Linked DNA regions of Macaca mulatta: region 2 is linked to region 1. A link is a contact called in public Hi-C data. All regions are on one chromosome and are shown on one strand. The core of a region is the stretch at or near the end of the contact, and the rest is flanking DNA. Distances in the headings are between cores, read along the strand shown.

Region 1 (7,553 bases), core at 2,881-5,380:
TCCCTGATCCCGACTAGCTATCTCTCATACTACCACATACATAATCTTTATTCACAGCACTTAACACAAATTGAATTTTATGTGTGTGGTCAGTACATGGATTAATGGCTGCATCTGCTCTTGCTGTGAAGTCCATGAGAGTACTGAATTGAATTCTCTGCAGGAAGCAAAGTGCCTGCACAGAGTAAGTGCTCCAATATCTGTTGAATATGCAAATATCAAGTCTACAGTAAAGTAACCAACATGATCTCTGTAACTCACAATTTCTCCAATTCAGCATTTTACTACTAATCTTGATGTATATCAATATCCAAATCAGCCTTTGGTCTTTATTTTCTTGCTGTCATACTATGAAAGCCAAGGCTGAGTAGTTGTAAATTTAAATAAAAATCTGTTTTTGTAACCGTTTTTCATTTACTTCTTAAAACTATATTTAGAAGTTGGCTGTCCTAAAATTACAGCAGTAGATTCTCAAATTAACAAAACTTTGAAAATCCTGCCATATTCTACTTATGTTTTGAAATCTCAATTTCATTTAATCTACTATTCTCAGCAAATCAATTGTCAAATGTTCAAGTAAATATTAACTGTAATGGGTTGTAGCCAATAATCTCTTTAAACTGCAACTAATTCAATGATATAGATTTGATTACATGTTAAATCACAGCTACTTGTGAGGCTGAGGCAGGAGAATCGCTTGAGCCGGGGAGGCAGAGGTTGCAGTGAGCTGAAATCCAACCACTGCACTCCAGCCTGGGCGATAGAGCAACACTCTGTCTCAAAAACAACGGAATTTTAAGCTCTGATTAGAGAACTTCCTTTTTCTATGTTAAATGTTAAACGTCCAAATAAGTGGAATAAATTTTTTCCAAGTATGAAGCCAATATAATCAAAAGTTTATCTAATTATATTGCTCAATCGATATAATAAACCAAAGACTCAGATACACAAGTAATACTATGCCAGTCTGATAGGTTCTTGAGATGGTCACATCTTTAGCATATTTAGTTCCTGGCATACATCAGGTATTACACACAGCCTGGGCAACATGGCAAGACCAGGTCTCTACAAAAAACACGAAAATTCCGGGCGTGGTGGTGCGCATCTGCAGTCCCAGCTACTTGGGAGGCTGTGGTGGGAGGATCATCAGAGCTCAGGAAGTCAAGGCTCTGTGATCATGCCACTGCAGTCCAGCCTGGGTGACACAGAGAGACTCTGTCTCAGAAAAAAAAAAAAAAAAAAAAGGAAGAAAGAAAGGAAAAAAAAAACGAGAATAGGTAAGTTACTCTACAAGGTTGATCTCTCAGCACTGTGTTGCTATTTTGTTGACTAACAATTGCAAAAGTGGTACAATTACCAGGTGAGATATTGAGGTATAGTTATTTTTGATAAAGTACTCATGATCAATATGAGGGGAAACAGTCAGTTGAAATGAAGGTAAAATAGTTCTCTTTTGACTGTTAGCAGTGGTAATTAATGAAAAACTGCATTTTATAATGCTGACTTCAAATAGAATTTTAAAATTCTCACGTTTATCCTCAAATGTATTAGCTTCCTGTCCTTTCTCAAACAAACTTGCAAATTAATGTCAAAAGATTCTAGCAAAACCAGAAATCCAATATTCACTTTACCACAAACAGATTAATCTATGGGGGAAAAAGCAACAAACAACAAGCTAAGGTGATATGTATTTGGTGGGTCATATTAATAAAGTTATTTCCCATCTACAGATTTTAAAAAATGATCTCTGGTGGATAGTGTCAGAAAAATAAAAATAAAAATAATTTTTAAAATGGAAGTATTTTTGTTATATAACATGCTCAGGGTGACTGTAAAAGAAAATTATTAGGCTTTTGGGACAGGTCTGTACTTAAAAACAAAGAAAAACAAAGTATCAAAAGTTCAAGTGAAGTACTTACTACTTTTTTTTTTTTAAGTTTATTTGAAGGACTGAATGCCCTTCCCTACGTTTGTTTACACATTTTGAAAACCTTGCTATGAATAGCGTTGGTGGAAGATACACCTGGTAAATCATTGTGACAAGTGTTCCAAAACAAGCAAATGTAAAAGTGATATTTTGGAAAAGCAAAAATGCAACCAAGAGATAAAGTAGGATACAGAAAAATTATATTAATTTGAAAACTGCAGTTTTTAAACTACTTAAATCTGTAAGTATCACAACACTTAACAATCTTTAGGTTGGTAAAATGATTACTACCTTCTAATTTAAAAATTAAGGAAAAAAGTTAATGGTTAAACCATCCTCCCATTTGCAGTATTACATGAAAGATGATATATTTCAGGCACATAGTACACCGTACAGGGAGGTTTTTTGCTTCTTTTTTTGAGACGGAGTTTCGCTATTGTTGCCCAGGCTGGAGTGCAATGGCGCGATCTCGGCTCACTGCAACCTCCGCTTCCCGGGTTCTAGCGATTCTCCTGCCTCAGCCTCCCAAGTGGCTGGAATTACAGGCATGCGCCACCACGCCAGGCTAATTTTTATATTTTTAGTAGAGACGCGGTTTCTCCATGTTGGTCAGGCTGGTCTCGAACTCCCGTGGTCTCGAACTCCCGACCTCAGGTGATCCGCCAGCTTCGGCCTCCCCAAGTGCTGGGATTACAGGCATGAGCCAGCGCGCCAGGCCTTGTTTGTTTTTACTCAGAAGAAATTGCAATGTTTTTAGTTTTTACTCCAAAAATAAAGTCTCACCATCTTATTTTCTAACTCAAACATCACCTTAAACTGATTTTTAAAAATTATTTTAAAGATTTGCTTGGTGTTCAGTGAGTAAGCAAAAAGCTAGTTGGAGAAGTAGAAAATCTAAACTTTAATATACTAATACATGAAGTTCTTAAAAGAAGGGTTTAAGTGAATGATGGCCAACACCAGCATTCCGATGTATCAGGACTCTGATGATTTACTAATCTGGCTATCCTGGGATGGTCAGTTTATCCTGAGAAAATGTCATCTTTGGGGGTTTAAGATTCTCATTTCTATAATTTTACAATTTTGGTGTTTTTTCCCCCAATCTTTGGAGCTTTTCAATCCCCACCCGCAACCTCCCTTACCGTATAAAAGGCATCATTGCCCTGTTCCTAACGATTAGGTTAAAAACAAAATAATTTAAAGAACACTGTCGAAAACTGCCGAGATCTTTTCTGTGAATACACAAGACAACTGAAAGGTAGAACGAGATGCCAGAGCAGGCAACTCCTGGGAGGCAGGTGAGGGGTGAATGCGAGCGAACTGTCAAAGTTTAGAAGAACAACGTGCTCCTTTTCTGACACTTTGGAAATGGCAAACAGAACCAGCATCCCCAGACCTCCCCTTCACGCCCTCCAGCTGTCAGACGCCCCATTCGCAAACTCAACAGTCCCCCCAGCAAGTCCTGGAGAAAAACGGCGTCTGTCACTCCCGGATCCTCTCCAACGACCCGAATTAACCTTCACCTAGCCAGGGAGCGAGGCCGCCCAACATAACCCCGGAAAAGAAGGCAGGAAAAGTGAACTGACAAATGCTTGGCGCTCCTCCGCTGACGCGGCGCCTACTCATCCCCATCTCCGCAGGCAGTCGGGGTGGCTATGGCGTGACGCCGCCGACAGGTCCTCCGTACTAACAGGTGTCCCCCCGTCTTCGCCTTTCAGCGTTTAACCTTCTCGCGCCCTCTTTCCCCACTCCCACTGTTCTAGGAGGCAAAAATCAAGTGAGCAGTTGTACCTGGAAAAGGAGGGCGGCCTGACCGCTCTAAAAGGGCCCGCGAGAAGGTTGTCTGTGGAAGGGCTCCCGCACCGTTCTGCGAGGCCAGCGAAGATGCAGCCAGCTAGGCCGCGAAGCCGGGGCCTCGCGTACCCAGCGGCGCCGAGCACAGGCGCGGCGGGGTGGCCGGGGCCCACTGCACATACTCACCAAATCTGGAACTTGAGCAGCGGCCCCGTGGCGTACTGCATCTTTAATCTCTTGCTGGGCACGCCGCCCAGATTGGCCGAGGCCTCGCTCCGGACCATCGCCGACGCCGCCACTAGGAGAAGCAGCAGAAGCCTCATCTTAATTGAGCCAGCCGCTTCGGCCGCCCTCAGACTAAGACTGCAGCCAGCCCAAAGCCCAGGCGCGAGCTGCTCCCCACTGCGCAGGCGCGATCAGCCAAGGTCGGGGGAGGGGAGCAGTAATGCGCCTGCGCGGCCCGGCGCCTGCGCGCACTACTGGAGTGAAGAGCCGACCTGTTTTACTGTCCTGACTCACCACCATCTTGGTAGTGTGCAAGACTCTGGGACGGCATAAGAAAGGAAGAGAGGGAGCAAAGGAGCTGGTGGGGTGTCACAGGGCCCATGTATGAGGCAGATTTGAGTTCTATATCCAGTTTTGCAATTTATCCATTTATCTGCCTGAGACACTTGGAAACACCTACTTGACAGCCCTGATTCAAGTGTTGGCGGATAGGAGGGAGGAGACTCCTGACCCTCAGAATGGTAATGCTGAAATTTTTGGGGTGCCCTGTTTATGGCCTTTTCTTTGATCTTACAATATTGCTTTCTCCTAAAAGAATATTAAACATAAGTTTTAAGAAACCTTTGAACAATTCCAAACGTATATTATACAAAAATAGAGTAACTACCTTAGCAAGCTTTAACAGTTACTAACATTTTGACGTTCTTGATTTGTCTATATCTCTAAACACTTCTTCCCTTCCTGGGCATATTTGGAAGCAAATCTCAGACGTCATATCATTTCATCTCTATATATTTAAACACGGTCTCACTGTCACCCAGGCTGAAGTGCAGTAGCATGATGATAGCTCACTGCAGCCTCACACCCCTGGGCTCAAGCAATCCTGCCTCAGCTTCCCAAGTGGTTAGGAACACAGGCACAGGCAACTATGCCTGGCTTACAATTATTTAAGCACATATCTCTAAAAAAGAACTATTGTTTGAAAAAAAAAATGACCACAGTATCATTATCTCACCTTTAAAAAATAGTAATTGCTTAGTATTAAATAGTGTTCAAATGTCTCAATAACTACTTATTTTCCTACTGTTCATTTGTTAAAATAAGAATCAAAATTAAATTTATACATTGTCATTGGTTGATGTGTCTTTTAGAACAAGTCAAAAACTTTTAAGACCAGGAACACACCAGTAATTGAACAATTTTGTTTATTATTAATTGCAGCAAGAGGGATGCTATGGTTTGAATATATCCCCCGAAAAGCATGTGTTGGAAATTTAATGCCCAATGTAACAGTGTTGGGAGATGGGGCCTATGGGAGGGGTCCACCCTCATGAATGGATTAATGCCAATTATGAAAGGACTTGAATGGATTAATGCCAATTATGAAAGGGCTTAAGGTTTCGATTTCTGTCTATTGCTCTTTCACTTTTGCACTCTCCTGCACATTTACCTTCCTCCATTGGACGACAGAACACAAAGTCCCCATAAGATGTGGAGCCCTTGATCTTGGAATTTTCAGCCTCTAGAACTGTAAGAAATAAATCTGTATCTTTATTAATTACCCAATCTCAGTTATTCTGTTATAGCAGCCCAGATGGACTAAGACAGGGGAACGCACACCACGGGAAACCATGAGAAGACTCAATAAGGAGGTGTTAGGATCTGAGGCTTGATTGGATGATTTGGAAAATGGAGCTGGGGTGCTGAGTGGTTCTTTTATCAGAGGTGTTCAATCCAGAGTGACTTCATCTTGAGTAGGGACTAAGTAAAATGAGGTGGATACCTGCTGGGCTGCATTCCCAGGAGGTTAGGCATTCTTACTCACAGGATGAGATAGGAGGTCAGCACAAGATTCAGGTCACAAAGACCCAGCTGATAAAACAAGATACAGTAAAGAAGCCAAAACCAAGATAGCGACAAAAGTGACCTCTGGTCGTCCTCACTGCTCATTCATTATATGCTAATTATAATATATTTGCATGCTATCTCCTTTACTGCTTATTATATGCTAATTTAACACACTAGCATGCTAAAGGACACCCCCACCAGCACGGTGAAAGTTTACAAATGCCATGGCAACGTCTGGAAACTACCCTATATGGTTGAAAAGGAAGAGGAACTCTTTATTCTGGGAAATTCTTGCCCTTCTCCCCAGAAAACTCTTGAATAATTCACCCCTTGTTTAGCATATAATCAAGAAATAACCATAAAAATAGCCAATCAGCAGCCCTCAGGGCTGCTCTGTATATGCAGTAGCCTAACTTGTATTCCTTTACTTTCTTAATAAACTTGCTTTCACTTTACTCCATAGACTTGCCTCCAATCCTTTCTTGAGTGAGATCCAAAAACTGTCTCTTGGGGTCTGGATCAGAACCCCTTTCCAGTAAAATTAGATTTTTTTTTTTTTTTTTTTTTAAGACATAGTCTCACTCTGTCTGCCTAGGAAACCAGCCTGGGCAACATGATGAAACCCTGCCTCTACAAAAAATTTAAAAATTAGCTGGGCATGGTGGCACACACCTGTATTCCCAGTTAGGAGACTGAGGTGGGAGGATCACCTGAGCCAGGAAGGTCGAGGCTGCAGTGAACCCTGATGGCTCCACTGCACTTCAGCCTGAGTGACAGAGTGAGACCTCGTCTCAAAAAAAATAAGATAATGGGTGGTACAGCTAGCCATAAAATGTATTTTAAAAATTGCCCCCAGGCATCAGGGGTGGTGTGACTGAAGTTCCATACTCCTGTTTCCCTGGACCTGATAAATTTTGCATACCTTGCCAGGCACAGTGGCTCACGCCTGTAATCCCAGCACTTTGGGAGGCCGAGGCAGGCAGATCACAAGGTCAGGAGATCGAGACCATCCTGGCTAACACGGTGAAACCCCATCTCTACTAAAAATACAAAAAATTAGCCAGGCGTGGTGGCGGGCACCTATAGTCCCAGCTGCTCAGGAGGCTGAGGCAGGAGAATGGTGTGAACCCAGGAGGCAAAGCTTGCAGTGAGCCGAGATTGTGCCATGGCACGCCAACCTGGGTGACAGAGCGAGACTCTGTCTCTAAAAAAAAAAAAATTTGCATACCTTATATAGCTCAGGCTACTCAGGTATTTTCCTTTCCTCGGGTTGAATTGTTAAAGCAGCAGCAGTCCCTCTTCGTGACCAAGAAAAGGAATGTTTGGTGTTTTGTGGGTAGCACAGTGACCTGTTTTTGGTCTGAGCTTAACAAAATTAAATATCTTTTTTTTTTCCTTTTGCAATTTCTTTTATCTATATATCTCCCAACCTGCCTCTTTGTCTCTTTTTCCCTTGCGACTTATTTGCTGAAGAAACCATGTGTTTGTGGGTTTTGCTGCTGATTACAAACTCATATACCGTCCTTTTTTTTTTTTTTTTTTTTTTTGAGACAGGGTCTCGCTCTGTTGCCCAGGCTAGAGTGCAGTGGCGCCGTCTTGGCTCACTGCAAGCTCTACCACCTGGGCTCAAGGGATTCTCCCACCTTAGCCACCTAAGTAGCTGGAACCACCACGACCTGCCTTTTTTTTTTTTTTTAAATAAAGATGGAGTCTCGCTATGTTGCTCAGGCTGTTCTCAAATTCTTGACCTCAAGTGATC
Region 2 (7,553 bases), core at 2,800-5,299, 170 kb before region 1:
TATGATATTTTATTATAATAGCTCAAGTTAAGACAGCGAGCGAAAGGAACGCAGGTTCAGTAAGACAGAATTCATAGTCTTTTTTAACCTAATCTCGGAAGTGACATTCTATCACTTTGACCATATTCTGTTCACTTAAAGCAGGATCAGCCCTCATTCACAGGAAAGGTGTTACATATCGGGCAACACCAGGAGGAGGGATCCTGGGAGCCTTCTTAATGACGACTTCCTACAACTCTCTTGGCCTCTCTGTACCTCAGTTGTGTCATCTATAAAGATCTACCCTATAAAAGACATTGTGAGAATTAAAAGAATTAAAATATGTAAAGTACTTAGAACACTCCCTAGAACAGGGTAAGCACTAATTAGCTAAGTGTGGATACAAAAATAATGCGAATACATAGAACTACTGTTAGTACACAGTACTAAGTCCATGATGGTTGTTCAAAAAATGCTTGAATTAGGAGTACTTGAGTATAGGAGTTTGAGGCCAGCCTTGGCAACATAGCGAGACCCCTTCTCTACAAAAATTAAAAAACTAGCAGGGCATGATGGCACGTGCCTGTTGTCCCAGCTACTCAGGAGGATCCCTTGAGCCTGGGAGGTCGAGGCTGCAGTCAGCCATGATCCAGCCACTGCATTAAGCCTAGACGACAGAGTGAGACTCTGTCTCAAAAAAAAAAAAAAAAAAAAAAGACTTGAATTAAGAGATCTACAATTATTCAAAAGAAGTTTGAGTATTTGGCAATTACCCCAGAAACAGATGAAGTTGAAAGTTCCTACTTTAATTACCCGGGGGCCTTACATCACCTACAGATTCCCCATAAGCCTCCCCTGATGAGGAATTTCCATGCAGCAGGCTCCAATGCATACCTGAGTCATCTCCAAAAAGCCAACCACAATTTGCTCTGTAAATGCACACCATTTGCCTGATGGCAGAAGTTGCCTGATTTGCAAAACCACACAATTTGTAAGTTACAGAAAAAAGGGCAAGAGCTTGTCTGCCTAGCTGGAGCACTTCTCATTGAGCTCAGCAGTTTAGTGAGATTAGGAACTCACCTGTGAGGTGTTTTTTTTTAAGACTCACCCTGCTATTTTAAGGAAAGAAAAGGCTACTCAGTACACCCCCGGTCTTTCAAGCTTAGCACAGAGCAGATGGGTTAAGGAGAGGTGTCCTGCTTGACATATGCAATCTGGGACTCAGTAGGTGGGCGAATGAGGCCAACCTCTCATACAGCAGATGTGGTAAATGAGTCATTAATCAGGAGATAACAAAAGGCTGGACCCTGCTCCCCCAGACCACAAAGTCACTCACTAAACAGGCCCAGAAGCAGCAGCGACGCTCCCAAGGGTAAATAAACCTCGCAACAACTCAATTCAGCATACATTTTGAGTACACGCTAAACGCGACCTCTGAGCTCACTGCCCTCTGGAAGAGGAGGCTCTAGCTCACAGTGCCTGCTGTGCAAAGGTCACCTTTCTTTGTTTCAAAAGTCGCCAAGAAAGGAGGAAGAAGAAAGGCGACTGGGAAGACCAGCCTGGTCACTTATGTGGCTCACATAGCAGACCTATCCACTCTCCCCCTGCCTACCTTCAGCAACTGCCCAGAGTTTTTGGTTTCAGTTTTGTTTTTTAATTACCCTGGTTGACTTAATCAGGTGTGCAATGATGTGAAGAAGGAAGAAAAGAAGAAATTTCTCTATACTAGGGGAGGCATCTGCCAGGGTAAGAGTGGATAGGTTCGTTGTATTTTTAGAAAAATAAACCAAATTCTCTCTGCAGAGAATTGCTTTTCCTGTTCTTTGTTTCAACACCTCCCAAACCAAATTGCTTTCTGAATGACCAGGTCCTATCTAGCTGGAATACTTAAAGCTCATGTCAACCGGGCAAGCGTGAGGACTCCAGTCTCCTAATGAGAGCTAGTAAGAAGCCATGGGAATGGGGATCATCACACCAAGAGGCTGGAAGTGGAAGGAAAGAAAATGCATTCCAGTAATAAATTCCAAATGCTTTGATTTTAAACTAAGAATGAAAAATATTACATTTTCTCCAATAACAGTAAAACTGTAGGTGATTTTTGTGTCATCACTTATGTTTTGTGTCATAAAAAGGTGAAAATGAAATAAATAGAATATGATTTAATTTTTCTCTCTAGACCAGCTAAGGAAAGAGTTTATGTAAAGTTTGCCCACAAAATTCAGTGCTTTATTATAGGCTGAACAACTGTCTTCTGACTCTGTTGAGTGTGCTAATCTTAACTCTTTAACCAGACTATAAGTAGGAGTCAGGCATAATTTAGAGGCATACAGACTAGTAGTTAAGAAGAAGGGCTCCGAGCATGTTCCCACATTCTCAGCTATGTGATCTTGAGCAAAGTAACCTATGTCTCGGTTTCTTCAACTGTAAAATGGAGATAAAAGTAGTATTCATCATATAGAGTTATGATAAATACTTAAAACTGTTCATGCCCAACATACGGTGGGCACTCAATAAACATTAATTATATTATGCTCCCCACCTATCCAAAAACTCAGGTTCAGCCATGTTACTAAAGAGCTTTCAAAAACCTACAAAAGCTAGTGTTGTTACTTGTGTGTTCTTAAAAAACCAAACAAAACCCTACAGTGGTTTACCCCATCATTGAGGTAAATGTCTTATTAAGCCAGTTGAGGCTCTGCTTGTGCTAACCCCACACCCCTACGCTCCCGTTATATCCCCTCCAAGTCCCAATGCAATCCCAGAATTCATTCCTTCACTCTGTGCTTTTTAGCTCCTGCTATAATGCCTTCCCACCCCTGTGGTATCTGAAATCCTTCCCCTCCCATGAGTGTTTGATTATTGGGCCTTGCTCTCTTACTAGAATGTAAACTGTATGAGAACCATTCTCAGAGCTCCAATAGTAGCTGATACGTGATAAATGCTCAGGAAACATTTACCGAACGATTGAATATCTACAACTATTACGTTTTTTCAAGATTTATACCAAATTCCATCAATTCCATGCATGCAGTCATTCTATAGAAGCCCTTTGTAAGATTAAACTTTATTTCTTCTGGGCTCTAACGCCGTATTTCTTGGACAAATTGTATTCATTCATATTAAACATCCACTAATATTTTAAAAAGATAACAGCTAATGTTTAAATAGTGCTTATGATGAGCGAGGTTGTTTCAAAAGTTTGAAACATATTAAACTCATTTACTCCTCACTGCCCCACCTATAAGATAGGTATTGTTTTTATTCCACTTTTACAGTTGGAGGGAACCATTTTTCACTCAGTCTTAATAGTTGGTCCTTACCTCTGTGGCTCCTACAAATACCGATTTCCACCTAGGGTAACCCTTTCCCCAATTCTGGAATCGTTGGCTTAAGCAAAGTTTGCAGAAAAACAATTTAACTCGGAGCACACAGTTACATTTGGACATGCGGTTCACTCCGGGCTACGGTGCCCTCTCTAGCGCTTCTGCTGGGCGCGCAGGGTGGCCTACAGCTCGCAACAAAGACTCGGACTTCGGCCGGCTCTTTACCAAGCGGACTCAGCGCCCTACACTGGAGGCTCACCTACTGTCTTCAGAGACCTCACGACCCAACCCACGTTTCTGGCATTCCTAGATGATCTCGAACTCTTAGCCAACGCTGTCCATGAGCTCCCTCCTCGGCTATACAAGCCAGGGGCGCTTAATTCAACGAAGCTTCCTCCTGGTCCGCTGGGAAAGGAATAAAGGGGGCTTACCTCCTCCCCACCGCCCCCCTTCTTTACTCAACCCCACCGTTAACTGTACAAAACTAGGTCCTGTGCCCCCTGCAGACCCAACTCGGCCCCTCGCCCTGCTCCCACCCAATGCTTCCCGTCCTGACTCGGAACACAGAACTCGGTTGGCCGCGTCGCCCTCCTCGCCTGCACGCTGGTGACTCAACCCTGAGAAGACAAACCTCTCGGTTTTTTCCGACCAGTGCAGGGGCGCCGGCGCCCCGCCCCTGCCCGCCAGCGTACTGTCCCACCCACCGTCCACGCCCCCGCCCAGCCTGAAGTTGCCCTTCTCGTTTGAGCTGAGGGACGCGTCGGCCAGGCACCCCGGGGTGTGGCCAGAGGACTTCGGCGACGCCTTCCCCGAGAGTGGCCTCCCTCGCCAACCCGGAAAAGACAACCCCGCGGGGCTGCGGCGAGCCAGGCATGCTCACTGGCGCAGGCCCGGCCCGCAGCCCGAGCAGGAAGCGCCGGCGCTAGGCGGCCCCCTGCGCTGCCAGCTGGAGCCGGGCGGAGCCAGCGCCCCGGCGCAGGGTGGCTCTGCCAGTCCCCGCGCGCCTGGGCGGCCGCACACGTGTCCAGGCGTCACGTCCGCGCGCGCCCCCGGGGCTTGCGTCAGCGGCCGCTCCAGAAGCGGGTGGGCCGGGGCTCCTTGCGCACCGCTGGGTTCGGGGCCCGGACGCCGCTGGGAGGAGGGCATCGCGCGGGGTCCGACGCGGAGGCGTGCTCGGAACGCCGGGGGCTGGGGAGTGCATCAGCGCGGTCCAGCCCTCCGCCTGCCGGAGGCCGAGAGTCTCTGCCGCCCAGACCTGGGCTGGGCGCCGTGGCGTTGCCTCGGAGCTCGCTGCCCGCGGGGCGCGCACCGCCTTGACCCGGGCGGCCCCGCGGCAGGCAGGCGCCCGCAGTTCCATGGTTGGTTCGGAGCGCGATGAGCCGCCCGTCCTCCACCGGCCCCAGCGCTAATAAACCCTGCAGCAAGCAGCCGCCGCCGCAGCCCCAGCACACTCCGTCCCCGGCTGCGCCCCCGGCCGCCGCCACCATCTCGGCTGCGGGCCCCGGCTCGTCCGCGGTGCCCGCCGCGGCGGCGGTGATCTCGGGCCCCGGCGGCGGCGGCGGGGCCGGCCCGGTGTCCCCGCAGCACCACGAGCTGACCTCGCTCTTCGAGTGTCCGGTCTGCTTTGACTATGTCCTGCCTCCTATCCTGCAGTGCCAGGCCGGGCACCTGGTGTGTAACCAATGCCGCCAGAAGTTGAGCTGCTGCCCGACGTGCAGGGGCGCCCTGACGCCCAGCATCAGGAACCTGGCTATGGAGAAGGTGGCCTCGGCAGTCCTGTTTCCCTGTAAGGTAAGGTCAGGGACAGCCCGCGTATCTCCGCCGGTGACCTCAGGGACTCCGGTATCCTCCAGCCCACTGGCAGGCCCGGAAAGGCGGGCGGCATCTCTCATTTAAAAAAAAAAAAAAAAGAAAAAATGTTTACATTTCGTCTACCCTCCCTCAAACCCACTTTGGGAGTAGTTCTGGGTTGACATTTACCGAGTTAATTGACAGTTAATTGACAGTTAACAGATTAATTGGCATTCGCTGGTCGTCAGAACATCGTAGCTCACCCGGCCCAATGCCCGCGTCCTCTGCAGACATGTATTCGGGTACGCTCGATAGGGCTGGGCCGCACCAGTAAAACTTGGACCGAGAAACTGACTATGTGGGGACTGAGGAGGGAAGAAACGGGCGAGCTAAACGCACCCTTGTCCAGCGCTCGGCTTGGCTGAATTGATACTGGAGTCCTGCACCCCGCGCCTACAGTCTGCGCACCCCTGACACGTGGGAGCTCTCGGGAGTGTAGCTAAAAAAAGGGCGCCTACAGCCTGTTTTCTTCTAGCTAGAAGAAAACCCTGCAAGCCACGCCTTTTTCTCTCCTAGCCTTCCAAGGACTGGGAAGGACTGAGGAGTTGTGGCTGCGTTTTTGTACTATGTGGGGTGAAAACAGTCAATCAAGAAATTAACAAGGGCACTCAAGAGCTGTTGTTACAGTTGTTTAAAGCTCATCAGTTCATTTTTTATTTAATGTAAAAAGTTTTCAATGCCCTTGCGAAAAATGCAAGCCAAGACAATAAGTAAAATGAAAGACCAAGACCTCTCCCCTCCTTTCCCACCATTGTTAGGTTTAGTGTGTATCTTTTTAAACTATATATACATACACCCTCGCAGCTAAATATAGAATCATAGATGTCAGTGTATGTCAGGGAGGTTTTTTAATACCCACACATAGATGTAAGTTTTTCTCCAAAAATGGCATCTGCAGCTTGCTGTTTTTAAATTCATATTATCATACATATTTCTCTATGCCTGAAACCTAGTCGACTTCACTGTATTTTAAATGACTGTATAGTATTGCATTGTGTGGTCATATTGTAACATTTGTTTACCTTCAGGAGCAGTTTCACAGACATACTTGTCTACATTACTTCATTATGACCTAGAACTATACTGTAAAGTTCATTTTCTGAAATTAGAAGTAGAAATATTGTCATTAATACTTTCCAGTTTTTTTGTAAAAGTAACTTGCTCTGCCTCTTGGGCCCTTTAGGCTTTCTTGTATTTCTCCTTGGTGCTGCTTATTTTATAGGACAAGAGCTCATTTTTAAATTAAAAATAATCCACCAGAGAATTCAGGCGTGGGACTCAGGTCAGTAAAATGAGTGCTTTAATTTGGTCTGCTGCCCTGCTGCAAATGAGGTTTAAAATAGCATATTTAAATAAGAGTTTGAATCAGTGTTTGGACTAGGGTGTTTCAGGCAACCTTAATAAATTGCTTTTAACCCCTCCTCATATAATGCTTACTAATTCACTCAGCCCAGTTTCTCAAAATTTAGATGAAGTATTTGCATAGTTGTCTTAGGGTTGTGAAAAAGGAGACAAAGGTTTGGTGGTAGTTAACATAGAGTGGCTATTTGATGTTTGAGATATATTGCAGGGGTGGGGGATGCCCCACAGGATTTCTGGGGAGCCATTTTCTCACCCCTTTACTTTCCCTTAAACCCGCAGTGGCTAACAAAAGAAATGGCTTTTAGGTGAGTTTTAGTTCACAAATGAGCATTTGATATTAGTCAGTAATCCATAATTTGTTTTTAAAATGTAACCTTAGAATTGTGTTGTTCCCAAGAGAAAGGGAAGGAAACAGTTATGCTATATGGAGCATGAAGTTTCACTTTCAGGATCTAGAACTCTGGTTCCTATGAAAGCATATGTTCTTTCCTAACGTGAAACAGGCTAGTGAAATCAACCTTGAAGAGTAGTTCTGGGAATCGGGGGTTCTCAGCCTTTCTGTACATGTCAGTGATTTTCTGAGTCTCTATTCCATAAGAATGCAGTTGGGCAAAGCCATTACTTTGCAAGCTGAAATTTAAAAGGGCCAACTATTCCCCTAAAGACCAGGAACCAAGCTTAGAATGTGATCTTGGGGATGCTTTTGTGTGTGCATGTGTGTGAGTTACATAAAGCCGGAGTGTGCATGCCTCACCTTTGGTTGATCAATAATCCAAACTTTTGGCAGGGCAGCTCAGCCAGTTAGTCTGGACGAACCAAACTTGAATGTATACATAGGCCCAGCGACCAACCAAGATGTGCTGTAGAGGATGAGAAACAACAGGGAGTAGTCGTAAGGCCTGTATCAAACTTAAAACAAGGTAGGTCTGTTTACCTAGCCCTTCGGCCTACAGTTGGAGGCTCCTAGAAATTATGGCACTGCCTTTTCACTGTGCCCACCTGCTCTCAGAATCTCTCATGGGCTGGCTCATGTGAAAA

Evidence for each region. A called contact is a pair of places that touch in the nucleus more often than the background predicts.
Region 2: a Hi-C map of fetal cortical plate shows a contact between it and region 1, with 3 times the contacts expected there. The contact joins the promoter of SIAH2 here to the promoter of SELENOT in region 1. A contact is called at or near these places in 2 of 14 Hi-C or Micro-C datasets (fetal cortex germinal zone and fetal cortical plate).

Annotation. Positions count from the first base shown.
Region 1 is chr2:53,623,828-53,631,380 of T2T-MMU8v2.0, reverse strand. It overlaps SELENOT (selenoprotein T), which reads right to left and starts at 4,130. Exons shown (of 6, transcript NM_001159414.2): 1 at 3,908-4,130. The coding sequence starts at 4,044.
Region 2 is chr2:53,797,907-53,805,459 of T2T-MMU8v2.0, reverse strand. SIAH2 (siah E3 ubiquitin protein ligase 2) reads left to right here and starts at 4,049. Exons shown (of 2, transcript NM_001194383.3): 1 at 4,049-5,093. The coding sequence starts at 4,677.